Linked DNA regions of Oryctolagus cuniculus: regions 1 and 2 are each linked to region 3. A link is a contact called in public Hi-C and Micro-C data. All regions are on one chromosome and are shown on one strand. Each heading gives the region's core, a stretch centred on a gene start, on an enhancer-like site or on the middle of the called end of the contact. The rest is flanking DNA. Distances are from core to core; before and after follow the strand shown.

What was found. A called contact is a pair of places that touch in the nucleus more often than the background predicts.
Region 1: a Hi-C map of an unstated tissue shows a contact between it and region 3, with 5 times the contacts expected there. The contact joins the enhancer-like site here to the promoter of PMVK in region 3. A contact is called at or near these places in 2 of 6 Hi-C or Micro-C datasets (ear pinna and an unstated tissue).
Region 2: a contact with region 3 is called in a Micro-C map of ear pinna, with 5 times the contacts expected there. The contact joins the promoter of UBE2Q1 here to the promoter of PMVK in region 3. A contact is called at or near these places in 3 of 6 Hi-C or Micro-C datasets (ear pinna, embryonic fibroblasts and an unstated tissue).

The regions. Positions count from the first base shown.
Region 1 is chr7:43,989,186-43,993,653 of mOryCun1.1, reverse strand. SHE (Src homology 2 domain containing E) reads right to left here. Exons shown (of 6, transcript XM_002715456.5): 6 at 3,159-4,468. Among named protein-coding and RNA genes, the nearest start is that of SHE, 21 kb to the right of the region's middle. Within about 2 kb of position 2,728, at least 2 of the 8 cell types and tissues checked have an H3K27ac peak or open chromatin away from gene starts, as enhancers often do.
Region 2 is chr7:43,929,234-43,933,777 of mOryCun1.1, reverse strand. It overlaps UBE2Q1 (ubiquitin conjugating enzyme E2 Q1), which reads right to left and starts at 2,668. Exons shown (of 13, transcript XM_051858638.2): 1 at 2,186-2,668; 2 at 81-185. The coding sequence starts at 2,512.
Region 3 is chr7:43,570,152-43,574,328 of mOryCun1.1, reverse strand. PMVK (phosphomevalonate kinase) reads right to left here and starts at 1,434. Exons shown (of 5, transcript XM_002715454.5): 1 at 1,073-1,434. The coding sequence starts at 1,167.

The DNA of each region.
Region 1 (4,468 bases), core at 1,479-3,978, 420 kb before region 3:
GGGTGCAGGGGCCCAAGGGCTTGGGCCACCTTCTACTACTTTCCCAGGCCATAGCAGAGAGCTATGGAGCTCCACTCCAGAAGTGGAGCAGCCAGGTCTCAAACCGGCACCCATATAGGATGCCGGTGCTTCAGGCCAGGGCGTTAACCCACTGCGCCACAGCCCGGCCCCTGCAATATATTCTTTGAATTTACGTATTTACTTATTTAGTTTGTTTGAAAGGCAGAGACAGAGATCTTTCACAGGCTTCGCTTTCCTTTTCCCTGTGTGCTTAGTAAACAGTTGTTTTGTGTGTGTGTGTGTGTGTGTTTTGACAGGCAGTGGACAGTGAGAGAGAGAGAGAGAAAGGTCTTCCTTTTTGCCATTGGTTCACCCTCCAATGGCCGGTGCGGCGCACCACGCTGATCCGATGGCAGGAGCCAGTACTTATCCTGGTCTCCCATGGGGTGCAGGGCCATCCTCCACTGCACTCCCTGGCCACAGCAGAGAGCTGGCCTGGAAGAGGGGCAACCGGGACAGAATCCAGCGCCCTGACCAGGACTAGAACCCCGTGTGCCGGCGCCGCAAGGTGGAGGATTAGCCTAGTAAGCCGCGGCGCCGGCCCCCCAATAAATCCTTTAAAAAGTTGGTTTTGAGCTTCACAAGAGAGCGAGCCTCAACTCCCACAGATGGGACAAAGGTTCCATAGTGATCATTGGTTAAGGATCACAACAGAGCCTGACTGGGACAGGTACAGCGGTGAGCGAATGCTCGCTCAGGACCAGGGCAGGCCAGGTGCGCAGCAGAGAGACCCCGCGGCGCTGTTCCCACCCCCGGGACAGGCGGGCTCTGCAGGGCTCCAGCTGTCGGCCGCGCTCCCACTCCGGGGTCCGCGCATTTCACCCGTGGCGGCTGCAATGGACAGCTGCAGCTGTGGCCACAGAAAGCAGTGTTTCCTGGGGCGGCGTCTCCATCCTGGATGAAGCAACACCACGCTAGTTAGTTCGCTGGGAATATCATTTATTTAGGGGTACACTTCAGAATAAGCCACCTTCAGAGGGCAACGCGGGCCACAGTGGCTACTGCGATGCATCCAGGCATTTCATGGGCTAATTCTGATACAATATAAATTACCAAGGCGCTACAGATGGGCACCTGTACTACACACATTCTTCAACTGCTTTTTAAAAGGTAAGGTTAGTTGGTATTTAAAATGTTCAAGTCCTCTGACAAAGTATCTCAACGGTTAAGAATCTGACAAAGAAACGCCCCCACTCGGTTTTCATTGCCAGCAAATTCACTGAAATACAACTTGAGCTTCTAAACCGCACGGCTCCGCCGCAGCCCGGGGCCCTCGGGATGACGGTGTCTCAGGGCCCCATCCTGATAGATGATGCAGGAGAGGATGCGCTGCAAGATGGCAATCGCTTGTACCCCCTGTGGTGGACGTGTCAGAAACCCTTTAGAAACCCTACCCGGAAAGGTACGGCTGTTTCCCCGACTGCACTTCTTGCTCTCTCCATTAGATGGCAGCAACACACCATCTTTGTAGGCAGGGGCGGTCCGAAGGGGCCGGGCCAAGGCCCACTGCCCACCCACTTACTTTTCTGGGTCCACATTAGTACGGTGTAGAATTTGGAAGACAAGAACCAAGAATATTGACTCTAAAGATCTAACGAGACCCACGAGTGCCGGTTGTGGAAAATCAGAAAGGGACAACTCAGAAAGGGAGCCATCACTGAAGGCTCCACCCCAGAACCAGGCAGAGAAGTGACACGCAATCCAGACTGCCCCGGACCGCCAGGGAGGACAGGGCATTAACCTCCCACGGAAAAGGGTGTTTCACAGAACGGAAAGCTCGTCCGTGTTAAACATCAGCTGTATCCAATGACGACAGTCAATGACAGAGCAGTGACATCGTTAAACAATCCAAGGAACAATTACAGGCTCTTTTGCACCTGCCCAGGCACTGGGCTGTCCCCTCCCCCGCCATCCTGGGCACAGGCCGCTGAGTGAACAGTCAGCACAGGACCGTGGCTCCAAGGCGCAGGACCCAGGCTCACTTTACAGATGCTGTGGCGTAACGTAATGGGTTAAGCATCCCATACAGGGTGTTGGCTGTGTCCTGGCTGCTCCACTTCTGACCCAGCTCCCTGTTCACAAGCCTGAGAAGGCAGTGGAAGAGGGCCCAAGGACTTGGGCTCCTGCACCCAAACGGAAGAACTGGATGAAGCTCCTGGCTCCCGCCCAGCCCACTTCTGGCATTGCAGCCATCTGGGGAGTGAACCAGCGGAATGAAGATCTCCATCTCTCTCTGTAACTCTGATTTTCTCGAATGGATACATCTTTTTTTAAAAAGCACTTTGCCTATGCCCCTAGGGAGTGCAGACAGGGCAGCACTTACCATTTTGCATTCCTATGTTGCAGACACACAACTCCAGTGGCTGAAATTCATGCCGATAAAAGCAGGTTTGGCACCAGAGTTGCGAGACGCGTCTCGTGTATCCCAACAGACTCGGGGTAACCAGCGGAGCAAACGTACCCGCGGCTCAGGGCAGGCCATTTGTGTTTTAAAGGAGGGTGATAAGGGAGAAAGAACACAGGCAGGGCCCATGTTCATTCACAGACATTACTCTTGCCAGGAAAGATTTTGGGAGACAATGTGAGCTTAGAACGAAGGCTACGGGGAGAGTATCCCCATCTAGACAAACAGAAAAGGCCAGGCACTCAGAGCAGGGGCAGCTCAGGGCTGTGGGTCAGCCGGAGGCTTAGCAAGGAAGCCATCGGGACCCCTGCTGGGCAGAACTCCTCTTGGAACACATGGTGCTTTGTGCCACCACCCAGCTGGGAACCCCTGGTTTTGTCGGCCTGTGTCACAACCTCAAGGAGAAAACAGCAGCCCGCCACCGCCCCCCGCCTTCCCCTAATCTGCCACACTTCCTATGACCTCCAGGACAGCTGTGGAGCACCCGGGCTACACATGAGCCCCACATCCCTTCCGCCTTTCCCCGCGTACGGAAAACAGACGCGCGTCACAGACCAGAAGAGGAAGCAGAGCCGTGGGCACGGGACAGAAGCTCAGTAACTCACGCTCAGGCTGCCTGCGGAACGGGATTTCATTACACATTCATCAGAATCGCTGGGCGTGGGCCAACGATCATTCAGTGCACAAAGAGAAGTCTAACAACGCTTTCAGCATTTATTAAAATGAGGATAACTGCTTATATTTTCTTTGAAGAATAAGGTTAAGCAAAAAAAAATAAGGTTTCATTTTTGGAAGGTTAAAACAAGTTTAACACAGGAATGATTTGTATATAGAACAGAATAAATATGTGTTGGATGGACTGAAACTCTCGCTACGGAAAATTCAAAGAACACCTCGCACAGTACACAAACCAAGGCTTGTTTAAAACATTCTAACGGTACTTAAACACAGAACGTTCTGTATCAAATTTTTAAAAATCAAAGATCACACAACCCTGTGGCTAAGATCTTAACAGAAAAGCAACAATTTACTAACGTCTAAGTGGTAACAAACAATAGTAGCTAGAAACATACATTTTCCTAAAATTGACCAAGCCAACCTTTCTGTGTGTATTTAAAAGCAGCTTATGGAAGTAAACTTTCCTCGGGTGACAGCACGTTGCCACCTGGACCAACCCCACGCACACACACCCCTGCCTGTTGTAACGACGGCGCTGCTCAGCCGTCCCGCCATGCCTGTATTTCACAGTAGGTGACTGGGGATGGCAGGCCTGTGACAAGCCATCAAGATGCCAGTACTCCGGACCAACGCAACACCTTAAGTGGCTACAGCTGGAGAAGCCTTCGGCCTCCCAGGTTCTCCTGGGCGGTGCAGACCAGGCTGGCGTGCACGGCAGCAAGCAATCCCGGTTGCACTGCAGACCCAGGGTCTACAATCAGGTCCCAGAGCTGCACTTGTCTTTAAATTTACTAAAAATACAAAGCAAATCTAAATTTAGAGCAATTTTAAATGATTGCATAGCAACTAAAATGCACAAAGGCAACAGATATCAGAATTTCTATATAATCATCCAATAAGGAAATAGCGGTTGAGCTTTATAAATTTTCAGGATTTTAAAAAATCAGAAACGGAACCTTGGGGGAGCATTTTATTTTATGATTTGTTATTACCATCATGAAGCCAGCTCTTCACAGTACACCGGTGACTGCTAACTCTGCGGCGTCTTCCTTCGTCTTCCCGCTTCCGTCGGTGACCTGCTGAAAGCCTGCCGAGGACAGCTGAGACCAGGGACACCACTTCCTTAGAGAGGCTCACGGAAAAGGAGCGCATTCTCACGAGCTCCAGAGCTGAGCTGGGACGCGTGGGGACAAAGGACTCCCTGCCCAACGCTGGCCCCACGGCACGCAGCAGCCACGTGGATGCCCTGCGGCTTTGCTTAGGCACCAGGCATCCCAGGCAGCCACCGGCCTGCGCGCTGCTGGAGGACTTGGATGCTCCTGAACT
Region 2 (4,544 bases), core at 1,419-3,918, 360 kb before region 3:
GCTCTTCCGCCCACTTCCTAACGCCAGCCCCCTTCCACAGGGTGCCTTTGAGACACGGGCCCCACCCCAGGGCCCCTCACCAGAGTATTCCCTTTCTTTATGTCCACCAGCCTCTCCAGGACAGCAGCCAAGTTAGGGTCATCAGATTCCACCGACCAGATAGGGGGCACAGCAGGGTACGACTCCTGGGGGGGAGGGGGGAAGAGCAGAATGGTCAACACGGCGACTGCGGGAAAGGCCAGCTTCCGCCTGCCCTCTGTCCCCCAAGGCCTCTAGTGCCACTGCTTCCTCACCTCCACTCAGCGTGGCAGGTCAGCGGCTCCCCCAGTGGCTTCCCAACCACAGCCCCCAGCAGGACCCATCCACGAAGACACCTGAAACCTCTGCTCCTTCCTCTGGAGCGGGAGGACCCGCCCCGGCCCTTCCGCCTCTCCGCTCCACGAGCACGCAGGCAGGGCTCCCTGCACCACGGTCACACCGGCGTGAACAGAGCGAAGACCACACTACAGAGGAAGCTGGGAACTAGATCTGGTCTGCAGAACCCAGGAGTAAAAAGGCGCCAGGAGCCATCGCCCCCCCCACCCCCCAACAGAGCCGCCTCAAAGACCGCGTCCCCCCTGCCTTGGGAACCTGCCACCTTCTCAGTCCAGCCGGGGGCTGTGGGGCTCCACATGGCGGCCTGCGAGAAAGAGGCCTACGCCGCTGACATTCCCAGCATTCCTGAGCCACTGTGCCAAATGCAGCCTCACCAGACTCCCCTTCTGCCCGAACCAAGGGGGCCAGTTCGGGCCAAGTCTCCTTAATGGGAACTGCAGGGAGTCTGGCTGGTGACCCCCTACACGAACTTCCTGCCAGGCAGAGTAGCCGGTCGCCAAAGGGCTGCTGGATGGGTAGACCTTGAGGAAGTAGACACTTACTCCAAGTACAAAGTTAAAGCTGGAGGTTCCCACACAGGCCAAGGAAGCCTCCAGCATCCTTAACGCTGGAAGGAAAGTCATTATGGAAGACTCCAAGTTCACCTAAGCAAACCTCAGTCTTTCAACGGTAACTCTTGGGTGGGAGGAAGAAGAGAGAAACGGAAGGCAAGCATGAGTTTTGGTGGGGCACCTCGCAACCTGAGCCAGGCTTGCCTCGCTCAACCTTGACCCGGTCGGACTGAGGATACAGAAGCGTTTAAGGGGCACGTAGGCCCCAAGCACTACAGAAGTCTCCAGTGTGTCTATCCACAGTCTGCTGAGTGGGTACCATCCCCCAGCTCCCCAGCCACTGCTCTGGGCTTGGAGACCATCAGAGCAGGTGACACCAGCCGCTCGCCGCAGGTGCTGTGCCATGTGGAACCACACACTCCCCACACATCAGACACCACCCCTGCTCCTCCAGGTCTGGGGGCAAGGGGACAGGAGACATGGAGGCCTAGTAGGGAATGATGCTCACGAGGGAGAAACACCACTTGTCACTGCTAGGAATAGATGGGGGAGACCCCAGCTCACTGGATCACACGGGCACCAGGCAAAGCAACAACCTAGGGCTCCTGGCCACCTCCACAGGGAACTGGGAGGTGAGTGGCAGCCCTGCGGCCAGCCGGGGCGACAAGAGGAGAGTTAGAGGTTACACCACAATAAAAGGGAATCCAAAGGGGAGAAGGAGCTAGCGCCCAGCACACTCACTGGGTGAAATTCTGAGAGCAAAGAGGGGCTGCCTAACGGACGCCTGCGCAGGGCTCCCACAGGTGGCACCGACCTAAGTCAAGGGAACTATTGCCAAAGGGCAGCACTGAAACACACTGACTTCCAGACCAGGGCCTTCCAGCTGCGGCCAGGGCGCGGGTCTGGAAGCTTGACACAGGAGTCGCGGGAGAAAGGGGCATTCGTTGGTGGCAAGGTAAAGTTGTGGACAAGTGGCCAAAGGAGCCACCATCACGAGGCTTGGGTACGAGTGGGTTCGTGGAAAGGGGCAGTCTAGGTGCCATATGTCGGGGTGACCCTTGCTATCCGGGGTCAACGGAAGAGATGCTAAGTGCACAGCAGACCCTCAAGCGGGAAAACCAAGTGTGACCTGGAGAGGAGGACCCAAGCGCCTCGCGGGGCTTCGGCCTGAGCGCCCTCCGAGGGCAAGGAGCTGTACGTGGTGATCCCGAGTGCCTGCCGAGGGGCCCCCAGAGAGGCGCACGCGACAGGATCCTCACCGTGATGTTGCAGTGGATGCGGACGGGATCCCCAGGCACTGACCCCCGGGAGGGGAGGTGCGGTCCGGGCGCGGCCGCGGCCCCGGCCCCTCCGGCCCCGGCCAGCAGGAACTCGCAGCTCAGCTCGTCCAGGCAGGCGCTGGCAATGCGGAAGCGCTCGTGGCCGCGGTGAAAGATGGACTCGAGCAGCTTCAGCTCCCGCCTCAGGCAGGGCCCCGGCCCCGGCCCCCCTCCCGGGCCGCCCCCGGCCCCCGGCGCCGCCCCCTGGCCCCCCAGCTGCTGCCCCGGCCCCGGCTGCTGCTGCCCCTGCGGCTGCGGCTGCTGCATCCTCCGCTCCGCTCCGCTCCGGGGCCGGCGGGCCGGGAGCCTCCGGCCTCCGCTCCGGGCTCCGCCGCCGCCGCCGCCGCCGCCGCCGCCGCCGCGGTCCGCACTTCCTGATCCCCCCTTCGCCAAGATGGCGCCGCCGCCACCTCCGGGACAGGGCCCCCCCCCCTCCGCTCGCTGGGCGGCCCCCCCCCGGCCGCCGGAAGCCGCGCGCCCCTCCTCCCCTCCGCGGCGGCCCCGCCTCCGGCCCCCGTCACGTGACCTCCCTGCGCCGGCCTCCTCCACGTGATCGCCCCGACTTTCCCGCCCCCTCGTTCTCGTCAGCCACCCTGCACATGTGACGCGGAGCTTCGGGCTCGCCGCTTCCAGCGACCCCGTGCGTGCTTACGTATGCCGTGCGTGCCTGCACGCGGCGGCCCTTCGCCGGCGCTCCCCTCTCACGTGACCCGGCGCCGCGTGCTCCCAGGGGCTACCCGCGCGGGACCCTGTTTCCTGCGCTGGGCCCCTCTTCCTCCGCCCCGAGCCGAGGCGCGCGTGCCGGGCGTTCGGGTGGCAGAGAAGAAAGACGTGCGGGGCTAGCGTGGGCAGCATGTTCGTCTTGCGCAGCCACGCCGGTTTTCCACGCAGCGTCCCGAGCTTCGGCCCCACGGCCTGCCCTCTCCAGCCCGAGGGGCGTGTGGTCAGGGAAGCAGCCAGGGACTGGGGTCCGGGGGACTTGGAGTTTGGCACCAGTCCTGTCGCTGATGGGCTGCGTGACCGTGGGTTAGCCGCCTTCCTGCCGAGCCTGTTGCCTCAGCTAAACAGTGGCGGCTCTGATGCGGGTCACGCCCGCGTTGGCCACTCGCAGGGGGTCGCTGCGAGGAGACTGCGAGGGGCAGACAGTAGCTGACCTTTTGAGCTTTTCAGACCCCCACGGGTCTGGACGAGTGTGGTGAGGGGGCTTCCTCTAAGATGGACGGAAGGAGCTCATCGCTAGTCTAAACTCGTTAATCCAGCGGTTACAGGGAGGCGCAGGCCCGGGCAGCCCCCATTTCTCCACCCAAGCCTAAGTGGCTGAAACCTTGCAGTGGGTCAGCGGACCTGGCAGCCGCCGGGAGTAGGCGGCAGTGTCCGCGAGCGCTCGCTAGGTGGCGGTATCACAAAGGACAAAGCTGGCCGAGGTTCCAGAAATTCGGATCTGGTGTCTGCCAAGGGCAGGTGTGTGAGCCTGCCGTGGGGCCTGCTGAATTCTGGTCCAACTCAGCCAGTCATCCCCTTCCCCTTCCCCTTCCCCTTCCCCTTCCCCTTCCCCTTCCCCTTCCCCCTGGGCTTAGCCTTTTTTGGATGCTGACTGCACGTTTGGGGCATCCGCAGAAGGGCCCCCTTTGGCCCTATTGGGCCCTGGGTATTTGAAAGTGACTGCGGTAGCGTTCCTGGTCCTTCTGGGGCCGTATACCCCGTTTGCATGTCAGCTTTTTACCTGTGTGTGCGAGCTGGTAGCATAAAGCCTATGGTAAGGATTCTCACTTACTGGGCACTTCCTGAGCCAAGGCATTCTGCAACTATGTCTAAAATTCCCAACACCATTGCAGAGTAAGCATTTTTATCGCTGCTTTACAAGTGGGGAAAAGGAGTGACTGCCCGCGGATATGTAGCTTGTAAACGGAGATCCTGGGCACGGCTCCGAAGTGCACGCCCTGTTACCCCTCTCTCTTGCCTGTGCCTGTCTCAGGAGGTGTTCACGTGTCGCTGGACTCCAGTCCTTCCCCAAGAAGCCCCCAAATGCAGCCACTTGGAAGAGCTCGAATTCTACATTTTATAAGGGATCTAGTTAGAGAACAACGTGATGAGACAGGCGCACAGTGTGCAGATGTCTCCTGGAGTCACTTGATTGCAGCTGTGGGGGTGCGAGGGGGGGTGTGGGAAGGCGGCGCTGAGCTCCGAAGAGTGAAGTGGAACCCTCTGCGGGAGGGGGAAGGGCTGATGCTGACCCAGGGCTAAGGGGTGGCAGAGACGGGCTTGGGGTAGGACCTGGAGGGTCGGAGGAATGGAGAGA
Region 3 (4,177 bases), core at 185-2,684:
GGAAGGGTCCCAGGGACCTGGGCCATCCTCCACTGCTTTCCCAGGCTCATCAGCAGGGAGCTGGATCAGAAGTGGAGCAGATAGGACTCCAACTGGTGCCCATATTGCAGGTGGCAGCTTAACTCACTGCACTACAGCACCAGTCTCCATTTGTTGTTTACCATTTCAGAGGCTGGCTTTCTTCATCTGTGAAGTGGAATTGTTAACAATACCACACTGCACCTAACAAAGAGGTAACATAATATATGCACAGAGGGGCTAGCGCTGTGGCGTAGCAGGTAAAGCCGCCGACTGCAGTGCCGGCATCCCATATAGGCACCAGTTCGAGTCCCAGCTGCTTCACTTCCGATCCAGCTCTCTGCTATGGCCTGGGAAAGCAGTAGAGGATGGCCCAAGTCCTTGGGCCCCTGCATCCGCGTGGGAGACCCAGAAGAAGCTCCTAGCTCCTGGCTTCAGATAGGTGCAGCTCCAGCTGTTGAAGCCAATTGGGGAGTGAACCATTGGATAGAAGACCTCTCTCTCTCTCTCTCTCTGCCTCTCCTTCTCTCTGTGTAACTCTTTCAAATAAATAAACATTTAAATATATATATATTTATATATACACACAACACCAGGCAAGTAATAAAGGCTCAATACACCCCAACTGTTAGGCGTCGTCCTGGACAAGGATCCTGCCCTGGGAATCAGACACACTTGGGAAGGGGTTGCAGGTGAATCCCCTACCTGAGCCTCAGTTTCCCCATCTGTGACAGTTATCCTGCAACAGTGCAGTGAGAATCAGGAACCCTACAGCGCATAGACAACGCCTTGCCAGTAACTGTCATTCGGGCTTCTTAAGGCAATTCGAAATCTACAGCTTAAGGGTTTTGGAAAGGTGGTCGCCTGCTTTTAGGGATGGGTGTGTAGACCACTGGCTGTCACAAAGGCAATCTTCCCCTCTCCCCCTTTCCCCAGTGATCTTCCTGCCCTGACCCGCAGGACCCCACCACCACCTCAGTTCCAAACACACCCCTCGTGTCACGTGATGTAGAGGGCTTCCCTTCCTCCTCCTCCTCCCCCAACCCACGGACACCTGCTCTGCAGAGCCTCGGTCACGAAGTCCTTCCCGGATTTCCTCTTCCCGCTGAACAGCAGCACCAGCCGAGGGGCGCCTCCCAGCGGGGCCATGGGGCCACCACTCTGGGATCCCTAAAGCCTACGCCTCCCCTACCTCCTAAGGTCGCCCCCCCGCCCCGGTGCGCGAAATGGACGCGACCACCAGGTTGAAGCTGCAGCCGAAGGGATTCCGCCCGCTCTCCTTCTTCATGGCTATGGAAAGGGCGGGCAGCCCGCAACTGTGCTTCTATGGGCTTTCACTCATGTCTAGACAAATATGGAGGGAAAGGACGAGAGAGACCCGGAGACAAATGTTCATTCCCACTACCGCCTTGCCCCGTAGAGCAGCTCCCCTGCCCGGACTCACGTGGAAGAGTCCAGCTCCGCCCAACGCCGTGCGTCACGGCCCCGCCCACCTCGCCCACTCCCGGGCGGACCGGACGCGACTACTTTCCTCCGAGAGGGGTTACACGTTAATATTTCCTGGGATGAACCTCACATTCCCTTACACACGGCCCTAAAAACATTATGGGAAAAATGACAGAGAGTAAAACGTCAAAGACGTTTTTCAAACTGCCTTCGTGTTTGTATATCTTAATGCCTGTGCCAAGGCAAATCCTCATTTTCCCCGCAGTGAAAATGGGTTGTTCTGGAGAGGTAGCGAGACGGTGACACCACCGGGCTAGGTCTGGTGACGTCACGCCGGGGGGGGGGTCGTGGGACGCACGCGGTTTCATTGTGGAACAGGTTTGATAACTGGAGGCGCTGCTGCAGTTTGGCGCTTTCAGCCCAGCGAGAAGCCCTTCTTCCGTCCAGGGGTTTTCGGAAGCCAGAGAGGGAGTGACAGCGATAGTGTAGGCGCTTGGAAGCCACCCCTGGACGAGATAACTTGAGTTTTCCCCCGGAGCCCAGCCAGGAGCTGGGGAGGCAGAATGAGAGGTGGGGATCCGCTCCTTCCCTGAGTCCCCAGTTCTGCCTCTGCTCCAGTTGAGCAAACGGAGCTGTGCTCAGTTTAGCTGTGACTCGCGGGCCTGGCCTCCTCACTGCCCCCACCGTACCAGCTAGGAAGTCCTGTAAGGAGAGGTGGAGCGTGGAGGCCTCTGTGGGGAGAAGGCAGTCATTCCGTGATAGCGCAGAGAGCGGCAGCAGGCCTTTCGAGGATTGCAAGCGACTCAGAAAGCACAGCCCTCTTCAGAGCACTCAGAAGGCAGCGCAGAGGGCAGAGAGCTTGTGTCCCGGCCCTGATGCTTCTTAAGGACGTGGCCTTGAGCAGGCCACTCTGAGTTCACCCTGATAATGGCCCATCTTGCAGGGTTGCGTAGGAAGAGAGGAAAATATGTGATGACATACCCTTAGATGCCTTGAAGTCCCGCAGTGTCATCCAGTCCTAATAGACTGCTTTGGACTTGGCGCTTTGTGGTTTCACAGGTGGTAATGCCACAGGGGGTTTGTCTTCCACGCCTGTTTGGGACGCCACTGAAAGGCGAGCCCTCAGCTCTGCCAGCAGAGGCTGAAAGGAAAGGGTTTGCTCCACTCTCGCTTTCCTGCTGACTTGAGTCAGAACTTGCTCCCAGGGTCTCTTCCCTGTGGGGTCCAGACCCCCCACCCTGGAAGCAAGACCCCTGGAAATCCAGGCAGTGATCTGAAAGCTAGCCTCTGCTCGGACACTTCCTCCCTGCCACCGGCCTCAGCTCAGCCCCATTGGCCCCACTGCCCTGCGCAACAGGGGCTTTTGGCCCCTCCTCGCTCTGTGCCTTGTGGCTAAGTGCAGATGTGGAGTCTGCCTCCCTCCCTCCGTTCCTCCTGCCTCTTGGGAGCTCTGGCTCCTGGAAGACTCCCAGGCTGGACCACCCCCTTCCCCTCTGCTGCACTCCCAATCCTGGTGTCTCATTCTGCTTGACCGAGACTTGGCCCCTGGCCCCCAGCCCCCTTCCCGCTCAGTTGCTGTCATCGTCCTCAGTGACTTCACTATGTTGGGGGCCAGGCCTTCGCCTCCCTGCTGCCCGATTCCTTGGCCTGCACTGTTCGCAGCCTTTCCCTCCTCTCCTCATGCATCTCCCATGGACACACCCTGGGCCTTGTCATCCCCAGAAGCCGCTCAACCGACAAATTCATGTACTCACCCCCCAACCCTTCCTGGCCACTTGCTCAAATACTCCCCCAAACAGTGCTTCCCTCCCAAGTCCACCACCAACCCCTGAAACTCGTTATTAGTATGTGACTCCCACTCTGCCATCCACAACCAAGGGGAGCGTGGAACGGCACTGTGCAGACAGCAGGGAAGCTGCTGAGGGCTGTGCCCCTGTGAGGCGCTCTTAGAAGGCTGGAGGCTGATTGATGGCAAGGCAGGAAAGCTGGGGCGGGGTGGGTGGGCATAGGACAGGGCCAGAGAGATAAACTGGGGCAGTAGTGGCCTGAGGCCTTGGGGACTCAGCCTGGGAGCCCAGGGTATCTGACCCCACTGCCTCATGGTGATTCAGGAAGATGATGTAGGAGGAAACTGGGGCTGGCCCAGGACAACAGAGAGGGCCCCAGAACTCAGGAACACAGTTCCTGGCCATGGAAGGGGCTGGCCACTAGAAGAGAGTTTCCAGGCCTCTTCAAAGGAAGCTTGCTCACGATATGAACGCACTCAGAGACAGCTTGCACCTGCAGGGGCCCCAGCTCTTCCAGCTCTGCAGAGCCCAGAAGACAGGACAGCTGGGCTTTGTCGGTGCCCCCTCAGCCCTGCCCAGGGGGTGAAGCCCTGAGCAGCAGGGAGCCAAAGTCATCCCCCCACCCCAGGCAAGCCTGGCCCACAGCAGCTCCTGATGGCATCCATCGAGGCTCAGGGCCACCACCACCTGCGATTGCTTCAGCTCCACGCTGCTGATTGCATGCTCTTCCCATAGCGGCCGCCCAGCTGACCTGCTTGCAATCGTGAATGGGATTTGCCATTCAGTTCCCTTGCGTGGGACCACCACTGCTGCAGGGGCAATGGAGCCCAGCTGATGAGAGGTGGAAGGAAGGAAAGTGACAGAGCAAGAGAAGAAGGGGAGGCTGAGTCTTTGGGGACCTGGGGAGGAAAGTCTGTTTATTCACT